2 separate regions of the Triticum aestivum genome follow, and region 2 is linked to region 1. Evidence: chromatin contacts called from public Hi-C data. All regions are on one chromosome and are shown on one strand. The core of a region is the stretch at or near the end of the contact, and the rest is flanking DNA. Distances in the headings are between cores, read along the strand shown.

What was found. Hi-C and Micro-C count contacts between places; a contact is called where the count stands out from the background.
Region 2: a Hi-C map of leaf shows a contact between it and region 1, with 4 times the contacts expected there. The contact joins the promoter of LOC123145447 here to the promoter of LOC123141789 in region 1. A contact is called at or near these places in 2 of 5 Hi-C or Micro-C datasets (both in leaf).

The regions. Positions count from the first base shown.
Region 1 is chr6D:409,556,957-409,564,390 of IWGSC CS RefSeq v2.1, reverse strand. LOC123141789 (G-type lectin S-receptor-like serine/threonine-protein kinase At1g34300) reads left to right here and starts at 4,629. Exons shown (of 2, transcript XM_044560864.1): 1 at 4,629-4,856; 2 at 4,940-6,320. The coding sequence starts at 4,745. The coding sequence ends at 6,159.
Region 2 is chr6D:409,734,466-409,741,899 of IWGSC CS RefSeq v2.1, reverse strand. LOC123145447 (PLAT domain-containing protein 3) reads left to right here and starts at 2,716. Exons shown (of 2, transcript XM_044564860.1): 1 at 2,716-2,950; 2 at 3,048-3,822. The coding sequence starts at 2,858. The coding sequence ends at 3,512. It overlaps LOC123145448, which reads left to right. Exons shown (of 4, transcript XM_044564861.1): 4 at 114-521. The coding sequence ends at 330.

The DNA of each region.
Region 1 (7,434 bases), core at 3,380-5,879:
AAAAACATGATGATTTTTTAAATACAAAAGGACCATTTTTTTTTAAATTTTCCAATGAACATTTTTTAATAAACGATGTACACTTTCACAGATTTTAAAAAATTTGTTGATGTAACTATAAAAAGTATTAACGCATGATGAATTTTTTTATATTACACAATGTATACATTTGAATTACACTATGAATAATTTTTAGTGCATGACAAATATGTTTTAAAATACATTATGAATTTGTAAAAAATATGCGATGATTTTTTAATTAACACGGTGAATATTATTAACACACATATAAAAATATTTTTCAAATACACGCGGAATTTTTGTATACCCACAAATTTCTTCGATGTACGTGAATATTTTATATTTTTAGCACGTGTATTTTACTCAAAAGAGTAAAAAAATAGAAAATAAAATGTAAGGAACACTAGAAAAGAAAAAAAAATTAATAATAATACTAGAGTGTTCGCTCGATTGGTTTTTTTTAACAAAGTGCGCTCCTAGTTTATATCACGACAACTTTGTTAACCATGGCAAATTGATTTTCACAGCCATGTCAATTTACTATTTCCTGGTCCATGGCAAGTTTTGCATCAATTTGCAAATTCAACATCTAAGACATGGTAAATTGAAGTTCTGGACCAGGGCTAGTTTTGGGGCATGACAAAAATTCTTGTGCAATTTTAGACGCACAAAAAACTGAAAAAGCAGAGTTTGTAGCACCACAACATTTTTACCATGGCCAATTGCATTAATTTGCCGTGAATGATTTATGTTCAGAGCTACGACAAATTTATTTTCAGAGCCATGGGAATTTACTTGTTTCTTGACCGCAGCAAGTTTACATTCATTTTGTAAATTCAAAATTTCAAGCGATGGCAAATCGCTTTTCTGGACCATGCTAGTTTTACATCCATTGAAAATAATTGTAAGCAAATTGCATAGAGTTTGTAGCATGGCAACAGTTTTTACCATGCACAATCACATGTCGTGCAGGGAGTGCAGGCGTCCTGTATTAATGGCACGTCATCGTTACTTACCTGTTGCGGTCACGGCATCCGTCACGGCATCGGCTTACTCCGTCAAGACGTACATAGTGGCTCACACACGTATCTGCACCTTTCCGCTGCCATACATCAACTAGTATTTACACCGCCCGTAGTTATTGCCACCACGTGACCTTCTGCCATTGGTCCAGAATCCAGGACCAAGCGAGCTCGTCCGCTCCATTGCCACTCTCTTTCGGTTATCCTCTTTCTATTTTCTTTCTTTTTTTTCCGAATTCTTAGTACACGGGTTGCACAATATTACAACCTTGGCCCAACAACTTTCTGTTTGAACTCTCTTTTTTCTTTTTTGGCCGATTCAAATTATTTTTAACCTTTCTGTTTTCTTTTTGGCAGATTCAATTTTTTTAAAATTATTTATCTTTCAAATCCTAACTCCAAATCTAACATTTTATATATACAAATCCCTCAGAAAAATGTGTAGATTAAAATATGCTATTATCTTGCATGTTAATTATTTATAAAATTACATTTAGGGTGTAATCTTAGTTAATACGTTCTTTAGAGGGGTATTTCTGAAATGCTTATTATATCCGACCCCATTTAAATTGAGTAGATACGACAGTTTCATGCTCTCACGAAAGATATTATTGACATCATAGGAGATGATGATTCCTACAGGCTACCATATGCTAAAGGTTACAATACTTATATAACCATACCCTATATTTCACACAGTGCACAATAACCAACCTATATACAATGATGTACACTAACCTGCTAATACGAGCTTTATGTAAACAAATGGCTTAACATTGATTTTCATATTATTTGAAATTGTGCCCATAAAGTTTTTTGGAAACAACTTGAGTACACTACAAAAATCATCCCACCTTTATGTTTTGAGCAACACCACTTATCATGTTGTTTGTTATGTGGCATCGTAAAAGATTTTGACGATTTGTTGATGTCATCGTGTATGTGTATAAGGCGTGATCTTTTTCTCCCGTGACAGCACACGTGCATGTTTGCTAGTGTGTTATAAAAACAAAAACCAACAAAAGAAACAAAAAAAGCGAAGAAACGAAAAAAACTGAAAACCCAAGAAAGAAAGAAAACCAAAGAATAAAGAAAAAACCCCAAAGAAAACTGAGAACATAACAAAGAAAAAGAAAAAGAAAACGAACTGAATGTATGGAATGCATCGAACGACACAGCTAAAGAGTCGGCCCGTAGTAGTCAGCGTGTAGGCGATTCCCTAATAGGAATGGTATAGGTGAGACATAGCCCTGGCGCATACTGATGCCTCCTCGTTTGATTATTACTAGTGCAGCAAAGATGGAGTGCCTGGGCCTGGGCCTCATTTCAGTTTCTAATATTTGGTGAAAGAAATATAGAAACCGCACTTAAATCTACCTGAATAGTGGCATAACCCTTGAACTCAATTTTGTTGCTCCCTCCAATATTAAAGCAGCGTCAATTAATATGAATCGAAGGGAGTATTATTTACACTCAAATCTTCAAAGCCATATAAATGATTCCCTTGAGTGGTTTTGCAGTTGACATGTAAAAATATTGGTGCTTTTGACCACGGATTGTGATGTTGACCACGTGTCGTGGACTCATGTGTGCCGTGGAGATTGAGGGTGATTTCTATACTTCTCTCATCGTTGATGTTTGGTTTGTGCTCCTCGTAATCAATCTAGCACACATGGACATGAACGATAGCCACACTAGCACTTCTGCATACATTAGAGTGCTAGATTCTTTTGTTTCCTTCTTTGGACCCAACTATGGGGAGACGTCATATCTGAGGTGAGGGTGGGGTGCAGCAAATAAAAATGGAAGGTTCGTTGCCACTGACACCCCCCTGCCCCCCGCGAACGATTTCGTTCGATTCAGCAAACCCCCCGCATGAACAGGACGTCACGCGGGTCCTTAGCTAGGCCTCCTGGCCCAACAGAATTCTCTTTGCACAAAAAATAAAAAAGTGTCGAAGTTGTCCAAAAACAAAATTGTATATACAAAAAAACAGAAACTTTATGGCATATGCAATAAGTATTAACATTAACATGCAGTGTACAATAATGGCCATGTTATATACAAAAAAAATGCTGACGTCTATTACAATACGACAAAAATCGTGCATAGTAAAATTTGCATGGAACTGTAGAAAGACTAAACTTGTAGAAAAATTGGCATGACGTAGATCAAAACCAAAAACGCACAAACGGTGCAAGGTTGCCATGACGGGAGATGTTTTAACGTAAGCTTACCTTATGTAAGTGACGTGTATGGAATTTAAAAAATGACATGCACAAGAAACTAAAATGTGTCATATCTTAGGAACATGAAATGAAAAACTTAACAAATATGAATTGCTATTATGTGTGAACCTAAATTGCCATTGTTTTGTATAAGACGATGGAAAAAGGGAAAATATATGAAAATAGTCTAATGAAAACAAAATTTTGCTAGTAGAACAAACTATTTCACAATTCGCCATGATGCTATTTTTTTACAGATGGAAAGTTCTACAAAAAATTTGATTCATAAAAACAATATGCACAGATGAGCGCGCGCGGTGGAGCATCTCGCCAGGGATGTGGTCGTCGTCGGGTGAGTTGGTGACTAATATCCTTCACGACCGACTTTGTGCGCTAATGTAGCCGTTTATACTGCTTCAAGATTCATGACTAATATCCTACCGTCCAATAGCCGTTCACTCTAAAATTCTAAAAATCTTTTTTTTAGAAACTGAAATTCTAAAAACCCGACGTGTGATTTTTGGTGTTTCGTCTTTAGTTTTGCCCGGATCCTCGACCTCATCAAATTTTACACCACGTGCATTCTCCACCTCCCTCGATCACTCGAATTCCTAAATCTAAATCGGCAAATCGTCTTCTTTCGGCGATCCCTAAATCGTCTTCCTCCGGTGACCCAAAGCCCGACGCCTTCCATGGCCTCATCGAGCTCTTCCCAAACTGTTCACCTTTAATAGGGGTCTTTGTCGCTTATCACTTGCATTATTAGCATATTGTTTGCTTATCTTGGTATATAGTTTGAGTGTTTGACCTTCGGTTTAGCCAACGCGGCTGCATTCCAGTGTAGACTTTGGCAGAAACCTGGAGATACGATCCACGAGCATGGTAAGGCGTTGTTTTGCGGGTGTTGCGGTAGCCCGTCCACGGTCACCGTGTTGTCCTTTGTAACCGCGGCAAGCCGCCAGATAGTCTGTAATTGCTCTTTCTTCTTCTTCTTCTTCTTCTTCTAATACATCGACACGCAAAGCTTTTGCATGGTAAAAGAAAAAGAAAATTAAACTTCGCTTGGCTGAACTCTATCTGTCTTGACCAATTCTTCAAACACCTGAGGATAAGAAAGAGTGAGGGTTTTGCTGCGTCATCTTGACCTTCACTGTTCCAAATTTCTTGGACGGAATCTGCAGCTGCAATGACATGATTGGCGTCCGATCGAGCTGACCGTTCGCAGCAAAAGTTTGACACGGATTTTCTTCACGCGTTTACGTTCTTTCCAAGGATCTTCGCCGTGTTGAATGGGTGGCGTGCTAGTAGTACTTGAAAACAAAACAAAAACAGTGGCCGCTTCTATGTCGATCATGACCAAGGATCTCCTATTTCAGCCCAGACCGCATGTAAAGCTGCAGAATCGTCCTTGCTTAACCTTCCATTGTAGAACCCATTTCTTCTTCTCCCAGACGAGCAAACCAAGTCATCAGCATGTCTACCACCCCCTTCCCGTTCCCCACTGACAACGCACCACCATCATTCGGCGACGATTTTAACAAACAAGTCTCCAGAACCACCAACTCATTCCTTACCATCATCGTCGGTGCGCTCCCAACAGATCTAACACTGAACAATAATCCAAGATGATGTGTGTCTAACTCCGATTTTTGCATCTCATTCATGCAGTTGTTTCGGTGCTGAGCATCCTGGGATCCGTCGCCATAGTCTACTTCGTGTACAGGTGCGTCAAGAAGAACGGCCTCCCGGCCATCAACATCAACACCACCAGCCCCGCGCCGGCGGGGAGCACGACGCTGTACGCTGTGGTGCCGGACTCCCAGATACGGGACGCCACCGTCGAGCGGTTCCTCAAGGAGATCGCCGGCAAGAAGCCCATCCGGTTCACTCCGCAGCAGCTCTCGGGCTTCACCAACAACTACTCCGCCCGGCTCGGCGCCGGCGGCTTCGGCGCAGTCTACAAGGGCATGCTTCCCAACGGCCTCATGGTCGCCGTGAAGCGCCTCCACCCCGGCCACGACGACAGGACCTCGCAGGAGCAGTTCATGGCGGAGGTGGGCACCATCGGGAGGACGCATCACATCAACCTGGTCAGGCTGTTCGGCTTCTGCTACGACGCCGGCGTGCGCGCGCTGGTGTACGAGTACATGGAGCACGGCGCGCTCGACTCGTACCTCTTCGACCGGAGCCGCTACGTCGGCTTCCAGACATTGCGCGCCATCGCCGTCGGCGTCGCCAGGGGGCTCCGGTACCTCCACGAGGAGTGCCAGCAGAAGATCGTGCACTACGACATCAAGCCCGGCAACGTCCTCCTCGACGGCGGCCTCACGCCCAAAGTGGCCGACTTCGGCCTCGCGCAGCTGCTGAACCGGGCGGACACGCACAAGACCGTCTCTGGGATGCGCGGCACGCCCGGGTACGCCGCGCCGGAGATGTGGATGCAGGCCGGCGCCACCGAGAAGTGCGACGTCTACAGCTTCGGCATCCTCTTGTTCGAGATCCTCGGCCGGAGGAGGAACTTCGACGAGGCCGCGCCGGAGAGCCAGCAGTGGTTCCCAAAGCTGGCGTGGACGAAGTACGAGAGCGGCGAGCTAATGGAAGTCGTGGCGAGTTGTGACGGCGCGTGCGAGGAAGACAAGAAGGCAGCGCATAGGATGTGCGAGGTGGCGTTCTGGTGTGTGCAGCAGCAGCCGGAGGCGAGGCCGCCGATGGGTGTGGTGGTGAAGATGCTCGAGGGCGAGATGGACATTGCTCCGCCCGCGAACCCGTTCCAGCATCTCATGGCAACGCCGGCGGCGGCGAACCTGTGGACCACGGGGACGAGCACCGTGAACTCAGTGTCGACCTCGGCAAATGGTGTTCCTCGTGGTAGCGACGAGATCGTTTAAGCTATGGGATGCTCTACAGTTGACTCGATCGTAAGCCCAAGGAAACCTTTTCCTTGGAACAATAGACGTAGAGCATAGGCATTGGTTAAACGTTATTGTAAAATTTGTACTCCCTCCATTTCTAAATATAAACCCTTTTAAGGAGGGAGTAATTCACAACACACATGTGTCGCAAAACATCGTCTGCTTTGTTGTCATCTGCTGCCTACAATGGAGGTTTCATCTCTGCGCTCTCATGCAAATGCTAAGCATGCATGAACCATGTTTACCCCTCTCTTCTATGTCTCCCTACCTAGTCATGTCTTAGCGCCGCCCCTCGTGGTTGTCGTATTTTTTGGTTACCCCGAGAACTCGCAGTACCCCAAGACGATGCGGTCTAGCCCCCACTTGCTTTCTCTGAGAACGTATCTCGTGCAACGAGCGAACTCATGCACCAGATGCACCAATTGCACATGGGCCGTTGGATGCAAAAGAGAGGGACAAGATCTGGCTGTGAGATGACCCGCTGGTATATTTGCAAAACAGACCTTGCAATGCAACTAAATCAACCGAATTGACCTCCCCATGCCCCAATTTGTACCCAATTCATCTATGTTCCCTTGTCATCTCTGTACTGCTGCAACAACCTTGATCTAGGACAAAATCGTGATGTATGAATATCTCTAGGCTGGATGCGATCTGCAGCACCAAAGTGATGAAAATTTTAACATGGCCCATGCGTAAATTTGGAGAAATCTCAAATGGACAATGCAATAGAATGTGCAATATTTGTGATGTATGAATATCTCTAGGCTTTTCAAGTAGCAACGTTACTCTACTGTGACTGAACCAGATATCTCAAGATTGTATATGAAGACATGTATTTCATACATTTTTTTGACCAAGCTTCTGTTTTAAACAATGCATGCTAGCCAAGAAAATTGTGTCACTATTTGTTTTGTGCTTTTCATTCTTTCTTCTCAAAGGTTAATACCATAGCAAGTAATTCATTCTTTCTTACAAAACTTCATTATTTTGATTTTGATTTTGTTTTGTTTTAACTTTATTTTATTTCTTCTTAAGGGTAAATGCTAATGCCACTAACTCGCTGCTTCTTAGACAACTTTTTTTTTGCGAAAATTCCAGTATTATATGTTTATTCTTCCATATGATGGAAACACACAATTTTTTTCAATATTTGTTTCAATTATTTTCAATTATCTTCTTCTTAAAGGCTACCAATGCCACTAATTCCTTCTTTCTTACAAAACTTCATTATTTTGATTTTTTTCCTTT
Region 2 (7,434 bases), core at 1,467-3,966, 180 kb before region 1:
AATAACTGAACAAAAGCACATATATGGCTGAATTGTTTATACGATCTGTTGTCATTCCTGGTATATGCCTTATACAGGACTCCTCACTGTGTTTTTTTCTCTTCGATTTGTAGAATGTGCCTCCAGTGTGGTATACCAAAGACCTATTCACATGCGCAAGGAATGGTATGCCCTGTTTGCAACGACAGACCGGTGCAGGCTAAAGAGCCAGAGAAGAAGAAGGGTTCTGCTGTAAAAGACAAGGAGAAAGTGAAGAGGATGAGAGGGCAATCGTCACATGCATCGTGGAAGAGCGAAACTGAGATGGCCCTGCGCCAACAATTTGACTGATTGGTGTCACCAGGAGTGCTGGTGCACTTAGTCTGTAACTGTACACTAGGTAGAATCCAGTATTGTTGCCTGGGTAAGCTCGTATCACTGCGGCCCGGCTGGTCCCAAGGTTTGTTTCTTGTATTTGCAGTTGTCTGCCACACTCGGATTGGTTTGATAAAATGTTTCCAGCGAAGTCAGGTTTAAGTAAATTACTCGGGCCATCTTTTGCTTCACGGGACATTTTCCTGAATCTACCCGTAACTGAACTGTGTCTTGTGCGAAATCTCGGCATAATTCCCAGGAAGCATCCGAACTACAGAAGCCCTGAATACTGAACTGGTTGTGCTTCATGCTGTAATTAGGGGACATGGAAATCTTAGCTCATAGTCCAAAATTCTCATTGGATTCTTGCTAATCATAGAAGCCTGCAGTGTTGATCCAATTATGCATTTGATCAAGGGGAGGGATAGGTTGTTTTAGCAAATCTGGAGATGTTAAATGCGAGGTGGGTCTAGTAATGTGGCGGCATGTGGCATAACATGGCCAACATGAGAGCAACCCACGCACGGGGAAGAACAGATCCGGTCCTGCCGCGATGGGGATCGTATTATTAGTACCCTGTGCCGTGCCGTTTACCAGGGCCTTGTCTTCTGGGATTCCCTTGGGACACGTTCATGGTCTTCAATGCTCATGTCTTTATTTGGTTTTGTTTGAGAGGTGTCCCTCATATTTGTTACTAGTACTACTATAAGAGCAACTCTAATGGGCGATCCATTTCGTCTTCCGCCATCCGTTTGGGTCGGCGCGGACACAAAAAGCGGTCCAACGCGCCGACTCAAACACGTGTCCGCTTTTCGTCCGTGGGCGACCCATTCCCGGCCCATTTTTAGCCGGATTTGCGTCGGCGCGGACACGAGACGGACGCGCGCGCTCGCCCTCTCCTCTTCCCGGTCCCGCTGGTCGGTGGCACATTGCCCTCTCCCCATCCAACATCGCCCCTCGCCCGCCTCCTTCGTCGCCGACGCCGCCTGCCAATTCAACATAGATAGTACCAAGGATCAACTGTTAAAAGAAAGATGAACTACTCGTTGGGGTGGCCGGATAATTTAAGGATACATAGATAGTTCATAGCATAGACTGTTAAAAGAAAAGATTAACTACTCGTCGTTTTCCGACTCTGACTCGGTAATGTCCTTCTCCGACGTCTGAATGTAGGCATCAGCATACCGCTCGTCCTCGGAGTCCCAGGACGACGCTTCTCCTAGCTCCATTTTCAATTGAGCGGCCTGCTTCCGCGCACGCTTGTTCTCCCGATAGGCGGCTCGCTCCGTCCTCCTTGCCTCGCCCTCCGTCCTCCGTTGCTTGTAGAACTGGCGCTCGTTGACGATGTCCTGCGGGAAGCGTTCGCGCCACACCGCCATGGCTTCCACATCCATCTCGGCGATGGCGAGGCGACGCTGCCGCCTCCGGTTGTCACGACGATCCTCGTCGGTGAAAAGCCGCGGGAGAGGTGCAAGATCCTGCGCCCGCTGGCTCGTCGACGCGTCGGGAAAATTCATCTCCCGACGAGGCCGTCGGAGGCGCCACGCCGCCGCGTCGTACGCGCGGGCCGCCTCCTCTGCGGTGTCGAAGGTGCCGAGACTGAGGCGTTTTTCACCAAACCAGATTTCGAAGGAGAAGGCGCCGAAGCGGCGCTCGCGGACTCTGCGAAAATCCGAAGCGCCCAGGCGGCGCATCGACATGGTGGCGCAGAGGCGGCGAGGCGGCGAAGCGAGTGGGCGGCCGACAGAGTGTGGAGGGAACGCCTTCTTAATAACGCGCGCCGGACGCGGTGCGCCAAAACCAGCGCGCTAGGCCGATTTTTTCCCGCGCGCGATCCTTTCCCGCACGCTGGAGCACCAAAACCAGGGCGACGACATGGCCACTGGCATGATCTATGGCCGTGGGCCTTTTTTCTAAAAAAATTGCGCGCGGACATAAAATGGGCCGGCGCATTGGGTGCCCTGCCGACTCAAATCTAAAAGAGGTCGGACGTCGAACGGGCGGCCGACCCAAACGGACAAAAAACGGACGAAATCGCCGTCCGTTTGGGTCGCCCCATTGAAGTTGCTCTAACTGCTTCAAATTCCACGATGTATAGATCATCTTAAGCTTAGACCTTCTGTCATTGCGATCGGATCCTAGGTTGTTTCATTGCTTGACGATCTTTTCTTTCGAACTCAGTGTTCGTATCGTACTACTAGTATTAGTATGAAGATATTTGGAACGAGCAACTGTGGAGGGAGCGGGGCGGGTGGCGCGGCCCTGTCTGTCCTCTGTCGGCCATGATGCGTCCATTGAATAATGCAGGATTAATTCAGACGAGCAGGGACAAAACTGCACAGTTTTTAAAAGCTTTCCGGATCGGATCGACGCCACGGTGGCACGGTGACAGCCAAGGCCCCACGCGGCCTCATCACCCACTTCCATTTTATACCATCCACTCCCCCCCAGCAATCTCCGCATCTGAAGACACCAAGCTCGATCGCGCTCCGACCCGTCAGCCATGGCTCGGCTCGCCGCCCTCCTCCTCGCCTTCGCCGTCGCCGTCTCCGCCGCCGCGCTGGCGCATGGCCGCGATCTCCCGACCCAGATCAAGGTGACTCACCGTCCTCCCTCTCCTCTCCTCGCGACATGATTATTGCTCTGCTCGTGTACTCATCGCGTTTACCTTGCCGGCTTCGACGGATCCGCAGCTGACCAAGGGCGGTGGCGCGGTGGGCGGCGACAGCCAGGAGTGCGTGTACACGGTGTACGTGCGCACGGGGTCGATCTGGAAGGCCGGGACGGACGCCAACATCACGCTGGAGCTCTACACGGCGGGCAACGCCGACGGCGTGGCGATCGCGGACCTGCCGTCGTGGGGCGGGCTCATGTGGGGGGGCCACTCCTACTTCGAGCGCGGCAACCTGGACATCTTCAGCGGGCGCGGGCCGTGCATGGCCGGCGCGCCCTGCCGCATGAGGGTGTCCTCCGACGGCACCGGCGCGCACCACGGCTGGTACTGCAACTACGTGGAGGTCACCGTCACCGGCCCGCACCGCGGCTGCGCCCAGCAGCTCTTCACCGTCGAGCAGTGGCTCGCCACCGACGCCGCGCCCTACAAGCTCGAGGCCGTCGTCGACCGCTGCCCCGCCGATGGCACCGCCGCCGAGGAGTAAGATCGAGTAAGCTGTACGCCGGCCTCTTCGTCATCGTGTGTGGTTGGTAGCAATAAGCTGCGGGGCCGTTCGTGCCGGCCCCGTGATCCGCGTGCGCCGCGCCGGACGCGGAGATGTACTACTAGATGAGTTCGTGCTGCTGGTGGTGGCGAAATAATCGGGACCTGATTTGTACTGTGTGCCATTAGTGAGAGTTGTGATTAGTTGCGGTGGCTGTTTTGTACGTTGATGATGTCGATATGGCATCTCCATTTGTGTGGATCTTGTCCATGTTTTCATGCACTCCTACATCAGTAACATGTCTTCTCTCTGCTGGCCGGTGCATGACTGTAGATTCAGTTCCAAGCTCTAGCCACCGGCAGACGGCGTCCGTGGTGCAGCAGCGTAGCCTACTCGTGGTGTCCGGCTCCCGCGCGGATAGTAGCTCGAGCTAGAATGTCAATGCACCTGCACACGACGTGCGTGCCACGGTGGTTGATGATTTCTCGACGCTTTCAGGGCGCGCGGCTCATCAAAATTAAAACATTAGAGTGGAATCAGCATTCAGCGAGCAATTTATAAACAACGGGTGATTATAATTTAGAGGAAATATTTCTGGGTATCTGCCGACTAACGCCCACTCAACCTGTTTTTTGTCAAATAAGATTTTTCCCAGAGGATTCTCTGCGAAGATGTTCTATATACGATGAAAAAGGGAGAAATGACTGAGGGCATCTCCAATGCCGTGCCGCAAATCGGACTCACCGTCCGTCCGTAGAGCTAGATGTCGTCGGATCCTATTCCCCGCGCAGGTCGGGGGATAGCGACTAAACGAGCTTTCACGCCTGCAGTACTGGGCTGGCCCATTTCGTATCTTCTCTATTTCTCCAAAACCCTTTTTTTTACTCTTTTCATTATTTTTTTCGGTTTTCTCTTCTTCTTTCCTTTATTTTTTTTGCTCTTTACATTTTCATTAAAATTTTCGGAAATATGGAAATAAAATTTTAAATTCGTGATTTTTTTGAAATATGGGAACAGCTTTAAAGTTCATTAATGTTTTCTAAACTTTGAGAACGTTTTGCAAGTCTGTGAACATTTTTTACCTCAAGGAATATATTTTGAAACCATGAATATTTCTCAAGTTCGTGAACATTTTTCATAAATCCAAGATCATATTTTCAAATTCATGAGCATGTTACAAAAAACAGGATCATTTCTTCAAATTGGTGAAATTTAGGAATATTTTTTGAAATCCTAGACAGTTTTTCAGAAATTTTGAATTTCGAGAACATTTTTAAAAATCATGGAAAAAATTAATTTCATTTTTTGAAATCCCAAACATTTTTTTTAATTTGTGATTTGCAAACATTTTTATTTTCATAAGTTTTTCTGAAATCCTGACTAATTAGTTGAATTTGGAATTTGTAAACATTTTTCGAATTTCATTACTTCTATTGAAATACCAAACTTTTTTTCTGAATTCGGGATTCATGAACATTTTTTATATTAAAAGAGGATAAATAAATAAAAACAATAAGATGAAAAAACGGCCGCCCCGATCCGCACATGGGCCGACCCAAAGAGCTCTGACGAGTAGAGGGGTGCGCAATTGCTCGCTTTCTACCGCGTGACGCGTATAATAGCAAAATCACTACTTAAGGGTTCGTCCTTGCAAAGGCCATTACCCACCTTCTCTGCTCCTGACAAGTGGCATGCAGCATGTGCACCACTTTGTCGCAATATAGGAGTTTTCTCTTTTTTCATAGATTTTTTGTTCAAAATAATTTATATGTTTGAACTATCTTTTTTAAGAGAAATTGGAATAAAAAAACCAGAAAAACGAATAAAAACCACAAGAAAGAAATCATAACCTGAAAGGATGATTCCGGTTTTCACTTCTTTTTGAAAGCACATGCTGTGTTTTTCTTTTTTTTCGGGGAAGCACTAGATGTGCTTTCTGTAGAAGATAGATTGTGCTTTTCCCTTATTTGGAATGCACAATTATGTTTTCCCCTTTTTGAAAAGCACACTCATGAAAGCACAAACTATGTTTTTTTAGAAGCACAACTGTTCTTCGAAAAAAGCTTTCCTTCATTGTTTGGGTGACGAGTGCGTTACCTTCAACCCCGGGCGGAGGAGGAGGGCGCGTCTCAGCAAACGCAGCGGCCCAAGATCTAGGGTTCTCTGCCTCCCGCTGGCACCGGTCCGTCCCGTCTCTGGTGGCCTTAGGGCCATGGAGACGGAGTGGATCTCGGCCCTTGCCGGTGGGAGGGCTCCGCTTTTAGATCTTTTTTTTAGCTTTGTTAGGGTTTATGTCCTACTCAGAAAGGCGAGACGGCGGCGGCTCCCTGAAGATGGAATAAAGGTCTCCCCGCCTAGCCCCGTTCCGGTGATGCGTCTAGCATCATCGGTGGGCGTGTGGAGGTGTGTCTCCGGCGGATCTGTCTTTGGTGGATTTGCTCGGATCTGTTCGTCGTTCGTCTTCGTTCGTGTGTCTTCAAGTTGGATCCTTTTGATCTACACTCTTCATCTACGACGGTTGCTGTTCTGATGCGTTGGTTCTACGGGGCCTTAGCACGACGACTTCCCGACTGTCTACTACAACAACGTTTGCCCGGCTCCGGCAAGGGAGAGGCGATGACAGCGGCGCGCCTTCGGCTCGCTTCAGTGCTTGTAGTCGTCGCTATGTGGTCTACGGATCTGGATGTAATTTTTATTATTTCTAGTGTTTGTTGTACCATGGTTGAAGAGGAATAGATTGAAAGTTTTTCTTGCAAAAAAAAAAACTGTTCTTCGAAAAAAAACAACAAATTTCTCACCAAATTCTAGCAAAGCAAGGTAAAAGACAAAAAAAAGAACACATGCAGAAAACAAAAAACATGCTCCCGCGGGATGCACACAGCGCGACACACGTGGTGGCACACTGGGAGCTGACGAGGGCCCCGCCGATTAGTTGCTCTCTGAGCTCCCCTATACGCCGCCCGTACTAATTCCTATTACAACTCGCCTACATTGCAACAGTCTTTGGGTCGGCCCAATACTGTAGCTACGGACAAGCTTTTTGTTTTTTCTTACCAGTCTGTTCACTAGTTTGCATCGGCTTTCTTTGTCTTTTTTGGCTTTCTTCAGATTTTCCTTTTTTTCTTTCTTCCCTTCGGTTTTTTGTTTCTTATTCTTTATTGCATTTTAAAATTATTTTTCTCTTGTGTCAGCACATGTCTAATTTTTTCATTAGTGCTGTACATATTTTTACATCTTGAATATTTCTCTACACACATTTAACATTTTTAAATACATGATATGTGAGTCAACTAAGCAAGGCTACGCCCACAATGAGGGAAAATGGATCGACTCAGTTCATTGGTTCTGATTATATTTTTTCTCATTCTTGTTGATTTTTTTTTGCTTTCTAGTTCTTTCCTTTTACTGGTTTTTTTGTTCTGATTTTTTTCTTCAAAAAGACAGGCTATTGCCACTCCCTTCCAAGTAGGGTGGTGGAATATTCCAAAAGCCCATTAACTATTAATCCACATAGCTATAACTCGCAGTGGCACACATACGGCGACCCATTTGCTTAAAGTGCACTCGTTATTTGTCACTCTCCCACTTCCCATAGCTTTTCATCTTTATCTTAAAACTTGAATCTGTTGTATCTTCCGAAGTCCAAATCAAGTTTCATTCGCATATTCATGATTGTTATAACGAGTACATTCAAATAATACACAATTTAAATAAATTCCAACACCTTTATTTTTAATTTTTTTTACCAAGTTTAGAATATAAAACTTGATAGTCGTAAGGTTTTACAAAGTTGTACCAAATTTCATTTGCTTTTTAGAAACTTACTAAAGCTTTTAAAACTTTTCAAAACGTTGGAGCCCCACTTGGTTTAAAGTTTGAGTTCCAAAACTTATTGATTTTATCGTTCATTTCAACTAAGTTT